Regions from separate parts of the Mus musculus genome. Here region 1 is linked to region 2. A link is a contact called in public Hi-C data. All regions are on one chromosome and are shown on one strand. The core of a region is the stretch at or near the end of the contact, and the rest is flanking DNA. Distances in the headings are between cores, read along the strand shown. Region 1 has its middle 21 kb from the start of Gm32986. Region 2 overlaps Tmem132b (transmembrane protein 132B).

What was found. A called contact is a pair of places that touch in the nucleus more often than the background predicts.
Region 1: a Hi-C map of cortical neurons shows a contact between it and region 2, with 2.3 times the contacts expected there. The contact joins two enhancer-like sites. A contact is called at or near these places in 2 of 484 Hi-C or Micro-C datasets (cortical neurons and nephron progenitors) and 1 of 115 datasets of contacts at active chromatin or transcription factors (neural progenitor cells).

What each region holds. Positions count from the first base shown.
Region 1 is chr5:125,902,656-125,909,378 of GRCm38.p6, forward strand. No RefSeq gene overlaps it. Among named protein-coding and RNA genes, the nearest start is that of Gm32986, 21 kb to the right of the region's middle. Within about 2 kb of position 4,761, at least 6 of the 459 cell types and tissues checked have an H3K27ac peak or open chromatin away from gene starts, as enhancers often do. A contact at or near this core is called in cortical neurons, where this site is marked.
Region 2 is chr5:125,700,876-125,707,470 of GRCm38.p6, forward strand. The region is part of intron 4 of Tmem132b (transmembrane protein 132B); the gene reads left to right. Among named protein-coding and RNA genes, the nearest start is that of Gm32811, 60 kb to the right of the region's middle. Within about 2 kb of position 4,661, at least 41 of the 459 cell types and tissues checked have an H3K27ac peak or open chromatin away from gene starts, as enhancers often do. A contact at or near this core is called in cortical neurons, where this site is marked.

The DNA.
Region 1 (6,723 bases), core at 3,511-6,010, 200 kb after region 2:
CGGTCAGAAGAATATCACAGGGGGGAGAGCTGAGGACATCGGCATAAGGTCTCCAGTAGAATTCTCATCAGAGCATGCATGCAGACAACTCAAGAGGGCAGAAGAAAAGAACCATCTGGAAGGATTATGGAGCAGCAATGCCTCTGGGAAGAGGGTCCTCTGAGACTTTGGAGTGGGGAGTCACCATTCACCCCAGCATCATTTAAATGAATGTGAGCCCACTGTGTGAGTGCTATACCTAACTTGATTGAAACAGAGCCACACAGGGAACTTGGCCTGCAATGGATGCCCTAGCCTACTACAGATCAATGGGGCCAATGGCTGGGGGAGGGGCAGTAACTGTCTGTGCACAAACCCTCTGCTCCAGGAAGCCATTTCCTGGTCAGTTGATGTCTAAGCAGGAAGAACACCTTAGGTCCAGACATTTGCTTGTTTTTAATTCCTGAGCCTCAAATCCTTGGGATGGATAAGAGACCTGTGGTTTGTCCAAGTTTTTCATGTTTTTTTCTAAATGCATTCTTTTGGTAAATAATTTCATGCTTTTTTTTTTTTTTTAGATTTTATTTTAATTTCTTATTTGTGTGTGTGTGTGTGTGTGTGTGTGTGTGTGTGTGTGTGTGTGTTTACATGTGCATGTGTGCCCATGGAGATAAGGAGTCAGCTCCTTTATAGTTGAGATTACAGGATGTTGTGAGGTACTCAGTGTAGGGGCTGGGATTTGAACTCAGGACCTCTGCAAGAGTGGCACATGTTCTTAACCTCTGAGCCATCTATCTATCTATCTATCTATCTATCTATCTATCTATCTATCTATCTATCTATCCCAATACTTTAAAAATGGAAACCTGTTCCCTAGAGTTTCATGTTTGTATCCTGATGTAAAACATTGTCCAACTTAAAAGTTCCATAGTCTTTAAAGAATTCACCACTTTGGGCATTCAGATAAAAGATAAAATTAAATAAAAAATAAACAGAAAATGCGGAATAAAAAATTTGAAGTGGGATACTGCAATAAAATTACAAGAACAAAAACCAAACTCAAACCCAAATCCCCAAATACCTCTTGTAAGCAAAGGGGGCAGGCAATGGTGGCACGTGTCTTTAATCCCAGAACTTGAAAGGCAGAGGCAGGCACATCCTTGAGTTCAAGGCCAGCCTGTTCTACAGAGTGAGTTCCAGGACAGCCAGGGCAACACAGTGAGAACATGTCTTGAAAAACCAGAAAACAAACAACTCAACATCAACAGTAGGGAAGAACTGGGCGGACAAATAGGCTATCAGGAGAAAATTGGCTTCTTTGATCGGTTTGCGTTTGCTCTTCGAAGGTTTAGGGCCAGTTTTACAGCATGTTGATAATTCATTTTCCTGAATCTTATTTTTTTTTTTCTTTTGGACCTTGAAATATCTAATGAGCTCTGAGAACGGGGCATCTATTTCCCTTGACCAGATGATGAATGTCTGTGCTGTCTGAATTAAGCTTCTTCAGCCCAAGTGGCAGGAGGCATGTGTGGCTCTCTTAAGCAACAGAGAGGTTATTGGAGCAATGCCTAGTGGCCGGTTCCAAAATTTGACAGGAAAACTGGAGAGCGAGGCCTCCAAGGAGGAACCTCCAGGCCCTCTGGTACAATAAAACATCCCAAATGTTGCCATGGGAAGCTCAGAATTTTTCCCGTTTCTTGTATTGACCACACTGTTGTAAATGTCTGCCTTCTGTTAATCAATTGCAATCACTGTGCGTCAGCCTTAACGAACCAGAACCTATTTACAGCGTCACCCGGTTTCCATGTAGAGCTGCAAACACTTGCTAGACTGAAGATATGTTTTCCTCCCTCCAAAGGGGAAGAGGTGGATAATGATTTTCCAGGCGGGGCCTCCTCTTTCTGCATTTGCAATCTCTCTACACTCACTTCCACCCAACTGCTTTTAAATACAACATTGCTTCCCACATGGTAGGAATATGCATGCTCTAGGTTTGGAGGGGAGCCATAAAGTCCCTGCAGAGTCAATGCAAGCACAGGCTCTGACCGCCCACGCTAACCTTTGCCATCCCCCATCACTCAGCAAGATGACTACTCTGTTGCATGTCACAAGTTCAAACCCATTTCCCTCTCTAGGGAGGCAGCGTGGAAAAAGCCATTTTTCATGCTGAAATCAAGGTGAGCCACCCTATTGGATTATGACATAAGACCTCAGGTGACAGATTGGCCCTGAATAAGAGCAAGGAGAGAAATCCTGCCTTGTGACATTGAAAAGGAAGTATTTATGCTAAAATCCTCCAGCCCATAGTCTTTGGACTTTCAAGCCTGTTTTCTACCCATCTCTGTCTAATGAAAACCTATTACTATCTCAGAAGCCCCAAGGTTCTCCCTCCTACTCTCCCTCCTTCTCTCTGTCCTCATCTCCTTCCTCCTCCCCCTCCTCTTCCTCCTCTTCCTCCTCTTCCTCCTCCTCCTCCTCCTCCTCCCCCCCCCCCTCTTCCCCACTCTGTCTTCTCTTTCTTGGAGACAGAGACTAATGTAGCGCAGGCTGGCCTCAAACTCATTATACAGCTGAGGATGACCTTAACAATCCTGATCCTTTTGTTCTTGTTATTATTTTGATGCAGGCTCTCTCTACAGAGCCCTAGCTGTCCTTGAACTACCTTCGCAGGCGGAGCTGGCCTCAAACTCACAGAGATCTGCCTACCTCTGATGAGATTAAAGGTATTCACCGCCACGCCCAGCCTGATCCTCTTGCCTCCACTTCTTAGTATGGGGATTCCATCACCATGCCAGGAGCATGTGGTGCCTGGGATCAAACCTAGGGCTTCATCAGTTCTAGGCAGGAATTCTAGCTACAGAGAAACATCCCCAGCCCCTCCAGCCATGCATCTTTAAATCAAAAAGACTGATTTTTCTTTCCCAGGGAAACATTTTCACCTGCCTCCAAGCTGCAGGGAAATACTCCATCAAAAGGAGCATTCCCCTGCATGAGATTCTCAAACTTACTCCCCCCTGCTCCATTGGTATTTCCAATACTTCTGCACAAGAAAGGGAGAATTATATTGTGGCTGATGTTATCTTTGCTTCTTGAGGTGCTTCATTTTGAGTCGATGTATAATGGAGAAAGCTGAAACCTTCTTTTTCCTACCTGGACCAAGGTTGGATCTTGAAATGTCACTTTATAGTGGCCATTGTGGTTTATGTAAAACCTACAAGATGACTGGTGAGGGAGGGGGGAATCACCAGTCTCAGCAGATGCAGAATGAAGGCCCTCTCTTATCTCTCGGACTCTTATTTCAGAGTTGCTTCTCTGAGGCTCTTGTTTCATTGTTGCTATAATTCTAGATCTCTCCCTACCTTTCAGAGCCAGAGTGAGGGTTGGGTGGAGAAACCTGGCTTGGAAAAAAAGAAAGAAAGAAAGAAAGAAAGAAAGAAAGAAAGAAAGAAAGAAAGAAAGAAAGAAAGAAAGAGAGAGAGAGAGAGAGAGAGAAAGAAAGAAAGAAAGAAAGAAAGAAAGGAAGGAAGGAAGGAAGGAAGGAAGGAAGAAATGAAGGAAGAAAGAAAGAAAAGAGAGAGAGAGAAACAGCTGACATTATAACTTGTTCAGTATCTTTCGAGAGCCTTTTAGAGTCGCTATGTGTGTGTGCTTGATAAACTCTTTATTGGAGTCCTCCAAATGAATGAAATGTTTCTCCCTGTTTTTCAAATGAGGAAAAAAAAATTGCACCAGTGTTTTTGTTTTTGGCACAATGAATTCTTCCCTGTTTGGTTAAATTTACCCCTCTTTGAAGGTACTGTAAATGGGAGTGTCTCCTTCATTTCTTTTTGCAATAGATCAAGTTAATGCACAGAAACAAACATCCTTTGTGTGTTTGGTTTTTGGCTCCTGTAACTTCGCTGATTTCTAACTGCAGTTTGGGTTGGCATCTAAGGTGTTTTTTCTACATGACATCTGCCAGAGTCCGTTTCCCTTCGCCCTTCAGCTTGGATTCTATATTTATTTTTCAGTTTTGTCTTTTCTTTCCCCCTTTCTCTCCCCTGCCTCTCTATGTGGGCCCTGGGAATTGAACCTGGGTCCTCCAAAAGGGCAGCTAGTGCTCTTAAGTGCTGAGCCATCTCTCCAAAAGCGTTTGTTGGATTGTTTATATTATGAATCTCTAGTGTTTGAAAGTGTGCCAACAACATAAGGAAGTAAAAACTATTTTGAGCTAATGCAAGTATGGCTCCTTCAGGCAACACTTCTAATTTTTTTTCTCCCAGGGCTGGGAGGGTGCTGAATGGGTAACCTAGAACCCGCTTAAAAGCCGTGTGGGTGTTGTGGTCCACCTGTAGTCCTGGCTGCCAGAGAAGTCAGAATCGTGTGCTCCATGTTCAGTGAGAGACCATCCCTCAATGTATAAGGTGGAGAATGATCAAGAGAGGCACTTGGCACGAACCTAGGGACTCCACATGCTTATACACACACATGTACAGGCACACCTATACGCACACATGTGCCTGCACATGCACCCCCCCCCCACACACACACATACAAACATAAATAAAAATAGTGTTTAGTTCCCAACATTGATAGGAGAAAGATGAGTTTTTCCCCCTTCAAATTCACACCTAGAGAATTGGTGGGATTTTCACTATTTGGGACCCGTTAGCGTTTGATATTAAGGGCATAGAGTCCTCAGCCATGGAACAAAGTCTTGGGAAAAGGACATGCAGGGATGGATCTGTCTTCTAACATTGTCCACAATCACACACAGGGAAGGATAAACTCACAAATGCTCTCCTGCTGGAAGCAACCCTAAATCCTCCCGAGGATTTTTTTTTTTTTTTTTTTTTTGCTTAAGGGATGTCTCAGTGTGCCTATCCAAAAATACACCGGTCCCTTGAAAGCCGTTGTCACCAGAGAATGCTGCTTAAGAACACAGGTGTTACCTCTTATTTTTAACTTCTGCACTTGGATGAGGGAGCAACAAGAGATCTATGTGCCTGTCAAACAGGGACGGGACTGAGAAGAGCCCCCACCCCCCAACCATATATTTTCCTCAGCTATATTTAGCACTGTATTTGCTGTCTGGTGCAAGGGATCTGTCCTTCTTTTGGTGTCTGTCCTTTTTACTGTTTAGATTCATGTTAATTACTAAGGGACAGAGACCCCATGGCTATCAGTCAAGCCTGAAATAATTACAAGTAAAAGAGACAGAGAGAGTCCTTTGCTGTGGTGGGGATATTTCCTTCTCCAAGGTCATCAGAATGTAGCCCGTGTATGATGGACATAAACACATGCCACACAGGTGAAGATGGGCTCACACTCAGGCCATCAGAAGAAATGGCTTGTGTTGTCCATTACTGGAGGCTGCCGGGGCTTTATTATCAGTTAACGATGATGGGTATCTGAGCCTCTGAGTCTTTGCTTCATCTGCTCTGTACTTTTCCAAGAGCTGTAGAAGACTTCAGCCCCCACAGGATAAATTGGGCTATGAATTTGTGTTTGTCGCTATGGTAATTTATATCGGCACCATTTTAATAACCACATCAAACTTGGGCACTCTGCAACAGTGAAGCTCACATCTAACAATAGACTAGAAACACTCTGGGGGGAAAAGGGAATTAGAATCAACAGAGATGAGTGGCTTCAAAGCGAAGAGGTGAGAGTATTTACATCATAAAAGTAAAAGGCCTTCATGTTTCCACTTCTGCTACCGAGGTGTGATTGGTTACAATGGCAATGCATTTGCATATGGTCCAGGCTCTGCCCCGGTGAACACAAGGAAACATGCTTGCTCCTTAGTAGACACAAGGCAGTAGGAACTTTTCTGGCCATCTTCAATGATATATTAAAATTAGTGACCACTACACTGTGGGGTGGTAGATTTTATTGTGGATATAAGTATATATTTATTTTAAGCTATATTTTTATTTTTAATTATGTATATGTGTATGTATGTGTATGTGTATAAGTATATGTGTAGATTCTCATGGAGGCCAGAAGGGGGCGACAGATCTCCTTAAGCAAGAGTTAAAGGCGGTTGTGTGCCTCCTTATGTGGGTGCTGAGAACTGAATTTGGGTCCTCTGTAAAAGAAGCAAGTGGTCTTCATCCTGACCACCTGGGAAAATAGACTTTCTTCAAATTTCATTAAATTCTTATAGCCCAATTTGTATCTCTTTGTACTCTGTACCTTTGGTTCATTAATAGGATTCTAAGCTTCTGTGGGTTTCAGAGAGGGATAAAAATGAGCAGGAAACATCTTACCTTTTGATGAATGTTTTTGTTGCTGTACTGGGTGTCACTCCAGGGCCTTGCAAACTCTGGGTGATAACCTTTCTCTCAGCTCTAACCCTAGTTGCAATGTATCTGAGGTGCAGATACAGCGTATTTTCTTCAGCTCTGTCTAGTAGCTAGGACAGAAACAGTCAGTATGTGCTTCTCATTTTGTCCTGAGATTAAACAAGTGGTTATATCTATCTACCTCAAGAAGTTTGAAATTTCTTCATCAAAAGGAAGCTTAAGTATCAACACAAATATGTTGCTGCCACTTATTCATTAAAAACATAGACACAATAGCACACATTTCTAGAAGCAACCAAGCAGCTCCAGCTAGCCTGCTTAACCTTAGAATAATCATTTTTCAGATGACTGGCTAGTGGCTAAGATGGGGATGGGGTGGGGGGCAGATAAACAATGATATCAGAATGTCTGGTTGGGTCTTCAAGAACTGAGGCCCCATGGCTTAAATTTTATTTTT
Region 2 (6,595 bases), core at 3,411-5,910:
AACATTTTGAGGCTCCTGCATCCCCTAGAGGAGCCAGTTTATACCCCATGCATCCTGCTCTGCTATGACTAGTCACATCTCTCCATGTGGCTGAGTTCCACTCAGGGATACTTCCACTCAGGGATACTTCCTTGCTTTTGACTTTGCTTGCTATTCGCTGAAAAGTGGACTGGCTGAATTTGCCATGTTTTGGTTCCCTTTGTGGGGATCAGGATGACTCCAGGTGTGGGGCGAGGTGGGGTGGCTGAGGTTACTTAGTAGAGTTTCCTAAGGATTTGGTGAACTGTTCTAGGGGAAGAGTCTACACTCATTAATATTAATACTGTTGTTTACATCATTGTCAGCATGCTAATTATCATCTACAGGGAGAACTGACACATGCGAGAATAAACAGAAATTGCATTTCAGGTTAGGAGGTGGTACTTCTGGAGGTTTGGATGTGAAATTTCACAACAGGCTCAAAGTGTGTGACCATTTGGTCCCCAGCTGGTGATGCTGTTTCAGGAGGCTATGGAGTCTTTAAGAGGTGGCACCTAAAGGAAAAAAAGCAGTGGGGACTGGAGAGATGGCTCAGGGGTTAAGAGCACTAATTGCTCTTCTGGAAGGTGGCACCTAGCTGGAGGAAGTAGGTTGCTGGGAAATGAGAGTCTTGAGGTTTCTATTGCTGCCCTGCTTCCTGTCCCTCTGTGCTGAGATGTGAGTATTAAGGTTTGCTCTTTTGCCAGCACACAGTCTGGCCACGCTTGCCGACCTTCTCTGCCTTGATGGATTGTATCCCTTCAAGCCATGAGTTGAAATGAGTCTCTCTCCTTTCAGCCCACCCTATTTCCAATTACTTTATTATAGTGATGAATGAAGAGACTGTTATCAAAGACAAATGGAGTGTTGTGTGTGGGCTTTTTCTGGGGAGACTTAACACACATGGTTCCTTATTCAAGGTGGGGGACCCACAATAGATAAAAGCCACAATTGCACCAAAGTCTAATGTGGGGAACAGTTTCTATGCCGCTTACTAATATCCTTCTCCCCTGAAACCTCTTGGATTGGATCTGCGTCATCCACATTGTCTTCAGCACTACTGTCTTCCATGTCCCTACTAGGATGGCCCATTAGGCCCTGACTAAAACATTCAACCATGTTTCTAGTCCAAACTCCCAAAGTCTTACACATTTCTCCAACAAACAGCATGGTCAGGCCCAACACAGCAATACCCAACTCCTGATACAAACTTCTGCCTTACTTACTGTTCTTTGCTGTGAAGACACTGAGGGAACTCTTATAAAAGAAAACATTTAGTTGTGGACTTCCTCATAGTTTCAGAGAATTAGCCCGTTATCATTCTGGTGGAAAGCATGACAGCAGACAGGCATTTGTGGTGTTGGAGATGTAGCCAAAAGCATTACATTCTGATCTGCAGGCAGAGAGGGGGGGACGGAGGGAGGGAGGAAGGGAGGGAGGGAGGGAGAGGGAGAGATAGAGAGGAAGAAGGAGGAGGAGGAGGAGGAAGAAGAGGAGGGAGAGGAGGGGGAGGAGGAAGAGGAGGAAGAAGGAGGAAGAGGAGGAGGGGGAGGAGGGGGAGGAGGAGGGAAGAGAAGAGGAGACAGGGGCCCTACCATGAGTTTTTGAAACCTCAAAGCCCACTCCCCGATGACATACATTCTCCAACATCATACCCCCGACCCACTAGTCCTTCCCAAACAGTTCCACCCACTGGGGACCAAGCATTCAAACATATGAGCCTAGGGGAACCATTCTCATTCAAACCATCAGAGGAACCAATAAATTTATTGGGGTTAATAACCGGGGTGTGGGTGAGAGGTTACTTATCAGAACAGGAATAATTCAAAATCAGCCATGTCACTGAAAAAAAATCTGGTGACAACTGGAGGAAGTTGCAACCCTGGAGCTCTCTGCAGGACTTGCAGCCAGCTGGATAGTTCTGAGAGTCTCCCCCAGGCAGCTCAGCAGGCCAGAGTCTGTTCCTCTTGCGAGTGTTGACTGCTTCTAAATCTTGGGGAGGGCTCCTCCTGAATCTTTTACTTCCAGCTTTCCCAGACATGTGGCATTTGCTTGCTTCCCGAGTCTCATGAGTCTCCCCGACCTTCCTGGAGTATGCAATGCATAGGGAGCCAGGCACAGCCATTGGATGGGTGGGAATCAATTTATATAGCAGGATTGCTCTTGTCACCAAGAAGATTAACAGGTCTCTTCCCAATTCCAACCCGCCTGATAACTCTCTTTGGTTTGTGCTGTTTGGATCACTGTTTAGTGACGTGTTCAGAGGCTCACTGAGAGAGTTCTGAGATCATTTAGCTATGTCTGCCATAGGTGGAGTAGGAGTGGCAGTAATGTCTGCCATGTTCTAGTGTTTCCATCTAGAACACTGAGACATTGTAGGTCAGTCTTCCCACTGCCTGCCTCCCAACGTTTTTGCTAACAGGGCCCCAGCATAGTCTTTGCCTGGTTAAATCCATATGCCCACTAGCTAAGCAGTTCTGACCCTTCCCCCACCCCCAGCCCAGGATGATATATGGATTAACCCAATCCATCAATGGGTGTCATCTATTTGCTGGTGATTATTATAGTGACTATCTTATGGTGTTCTGGCTAATAAACTCCCAGGGGAAGTCTGCTGAGAGAGAAGGAACTGCCCCCTATTAACTTCTGGGTACCAGTTATGGATGTTCTGACTTTCTGTCCCTGGCACAGTGGTGTGAAGGATGAGACTACTGTCCCTCGGGAGGAACTGTAGGTATTTTGGGATGGTGGAGCAGAAGTAGAGAGCCTGGTGTCACCAGCTGTTGAGAATAGATTAGGGATGTTCCAGCCCCAGTCACCTTGACTTAGAGACTATATATATGCCCCACTTTAAATTGGCCATAGGCTGCAAAGGAGGGATTCCATGGGCGCCTCTTTCATGGCCCCATATCTTGTCCCTCAACCTAGTTCTCACCATTCACACATAGGCACAGAGGAATGGAGGTCCCCTCCTGTTGCTCCCAGGACCAGGCTGCATATCCATCTCTCAGTACAGGGATGTGGGAAAGTATTTCCAGCTTTGTCTGTGACAGGGTAAGCAGCCAGTGGCATCTGCCACCCACAGGCCCTCGTGTTCAACCCTCCCAGAACCCTCCAAGAAGGTGTGTTATCTGGGGCTTTAATCATGCTTACTCAAGAGAACTGCTGCAGGGGTCTGTGATCCTGAATTGGGTTAGATACTGTGGTTGCCTGTTGGTCGTGTTTAAGTCTTGGCTTCATGTTAGGTAAATATACAGCCTTGGGGGTGTCACTGAGAGGACTGAGAAGAGACCTCAGGTGGGGAAGCCAGTGTGGAGCTGGTGCAATGGTCCAAAGAAGTGATTTTACCAAGGGCAGTGGCTGTGACAATTTACTCATTCATTTTTTCCATTCATTCATCCATCCACCTATCTGTCCATTCATCCATCCACCTGTCCATCCATCCATCTATCCATCCATTCACTCACTCCTATTTATCCATCCTCTAATACATCTATTCACGTATTCATCCATTCACCCACCCCTCTATCTATCCATCAGTTGAATGATATACTTATCCCTACAATGGACCATCTGCATCTCCATTGATTCCTTCCTTCCTCCAAAGATGCAGTCATCATTTTATCTGTAGATCCATCCACCCCCATATCCTTCCATCTGTCCATTGACCCACCCCCACCCATCTATCCATCTGTTCATTCATCCACTGATCTATCATCCTCCACTTATCTCTCCATAAATCCACCGATTGATACAGCTCTCCTTCCGTTGAACCATCATCCATCCCTCCATTGATTCATCTGATTTCCTTTATGAATCTGCCCGTTGATCCATCCATCCACCTATTATCCATTGTCCATCCAACTATAGGCCAACCCATCTATTGATCTTTCCATCAGCCCATTCATTTATCCATCTGCCCATCCATCCATTGGTCCATCCATCAATATCCCTCAGTCAGTTGATTGATCCATCCATTCACTCGCTCACCTCCATGTAGCAAACACTTGTACAGTATACGCTGTGCACTGAATTGATTGCTTTCTGATAAATAGAGAGAAACAGGAGCAGGTGGGAATTTTGAGGTGGATACAGTAGGTCTTGGAGACCATTCTGTCTAATGTCTTCAAATCTAGAAGATCAGCACAGTTGGTCCCAAGCTATAGAAGTCTCCCCCAGGGGCGTCACACACAGAGATGGTCACAGCCCTGGATGCTAACACCACCTTCTGTAGTAATTAGTGCTTTCTGCCTCCTTCATGGGTCAGAGATGCTAACAAATGTGCCCATTTCTCTTCTTGCCCTTCCTTTTAAACCTTCCTGAATGCGAACGCTCCCCCTTCCCCTCCACACTGTTCCCCTTTTGGGTTTTCCGTCCAGCTACTGAGCTTTGAGTATAGAGATTTGTTCCTGTGGGTGGCTTGGAGTTCAAGACAGCAACCCACCATTCAACTCCAGCCCTTAAAACTAAAAAGCCCCAACTCTGCACATGTAGATAAAAAACACATTATCTTTCAAAAAGGTTGAAATGAAAAAAAAATGAACACACTCAGTGAGTTTCTAGGCAACTGGAACCACGGGCTGAGCACAGGCTGCGAGGAGATAATCAGCCTCCCTTTCAGTCACGCTGGCTGAACGCTTCCAACACGGCCTGGGCACAAATGCCTCTTTCTTTCCAGTGGCGTTTGGGTGCTGGCAGTGCCAAGCACTGTCCCAGAGGATGGTGATGAATAAGGCAGGCAGGGTCCTGGCTCCTCAGCCTGACAGTTTACAGATTCAGATAGCTCTTCATTTCAGAAGTGAGGAGTGTCCAGGAGACTTGGATGAGCAAGCCGGAGACTGGGGACAGGCTGAGCAGTGCTGGAGGGACGGGGAAGGAGTCCTCCTAAGGCCTTAGCACTTGCTCTGAGAACTAGATGAAAATGAAAGAGGCAGCCATAACAACCTGTGGAGGAAGAACGTTCCAGACAGAGGGAACGGTACATGTCTTCAGGCAGAACTTAAGTAGGGCAATTTAAGTAGTCAGCTGCAATGCAGAGGGAAGCTGGAGAGTGCTAGGGACTGAGAGGTCATAAGAAGGTGGGATAGGTTGGCTGACATTGGCTCTCAGCTCAGGGGGCTTCTTTTTTTATCAGTTTTCTCTTGCTGCTGTAACCAATGACCTCCAGTAGAGTGGCTTTCACAATACGAACTGACCTCGAGGCTCTGGAAGTCAGAAATGGTCCTTACATAATAAGATCAAGGTCTTGTGGCAGGGCTGAGTGCTTTCTGGGAGGTTTTTTTTTTTTTTTTTTTTTTTTTTTTTTTTTTTTTTTTGGTGGGGGTGATGGGGTGGTGGTGGGAGTTGGGGGAGGCAGAAAGCCTCACCCAGGGTGTGCTTTCTAGCTCACACATTGCCAGCGTTCCCTTAGGTATAGACCCTTTTCACCTGAATGATAGGAGGTCAATTCCTTACCTCTGCAACCTGACTTAGTCACATCATCAATGATCCTTTCTGCATGTCCTGAGATGAAGGCATAGGCATCTTTGAAGGAGGAAAAAAAATTTTATCCTTTCAACTTCAGTGGCTTTGGACGGTCACCTCATTAGAGTCACTTAACAACCTACAGGAGACAAGGGTTGTAACACCCATGCTCTGAACTTGGGGCTTAGATATGCTACAGCCCAGTGCATGCCACCACTGACTGCAGGGAATGAGGTTCTGGGCACCAAGTCTTACAGGCTCCCATGGCATATGCAATCAGCCACACAGCGGTATGGGATACATTCTGTTTACCATATAATGGTATGGGCTGCACTCTGCCTACCAAGACAACAGCAGTTCACATTGTTTATTTTGACTCACCTTTCTGGAACCATGACATCCTAAGTCTTAGCTATTCTGCATGCTTCTTTCCTTAAACCACGCCTGCCTGAGACACTGCAGGAGACCATGCCCACTGCTGGTGGCTGGTGCCTAAAATGAGCTGCAGGCAGGTCTGTCTTCTAGGTTCTCCTACATCGGGGAGAGCAGAGGGACTCTGCATGCGGTTGCACACAGTGGCAGCCCTGGACACACCCACACTCTCTCACTTGATTGACCCAAAAATCTCAAAGCTGAAATGAGCAGTTTTTAGTCGTCAGGGACTGTGCGTGTTCAGTGAATGCCCTTTAAAAGTGGCTACAAACAGAAGGCACATGCTTACGAATTCTGCATTCTGCATGCACATGGCAGAGTGGGTGCCACCCATACAGCACAGACATGGCAGGGCCTTGTCCCAGGGCATGGCACCAACGAGATTCGGATGGAAGTGTCCCCTCTTGCCATAGAGGCCCCACAAGTACACTGAGTTATTACTCTGCCCTGGCATACATTAAATACACAACGATCCAAGAGGATTGCTTTGGAGAGGGTAACTGTTGCCTACTGGAAACAATGGCAAGAGCCATCATGATGTTTGGTGGAGTCCCCTGTGCCTTCCTGAGAAAGCGTTTGCCGGTGTATGGTTCCTGAAGGCAAAAAGAGTTGGAAAAAACCCCCCAAAAACCAAACCCCCAAACCTAAGCCAGCTAAGCAAGCTCTGGAGACAAGCCAGGAT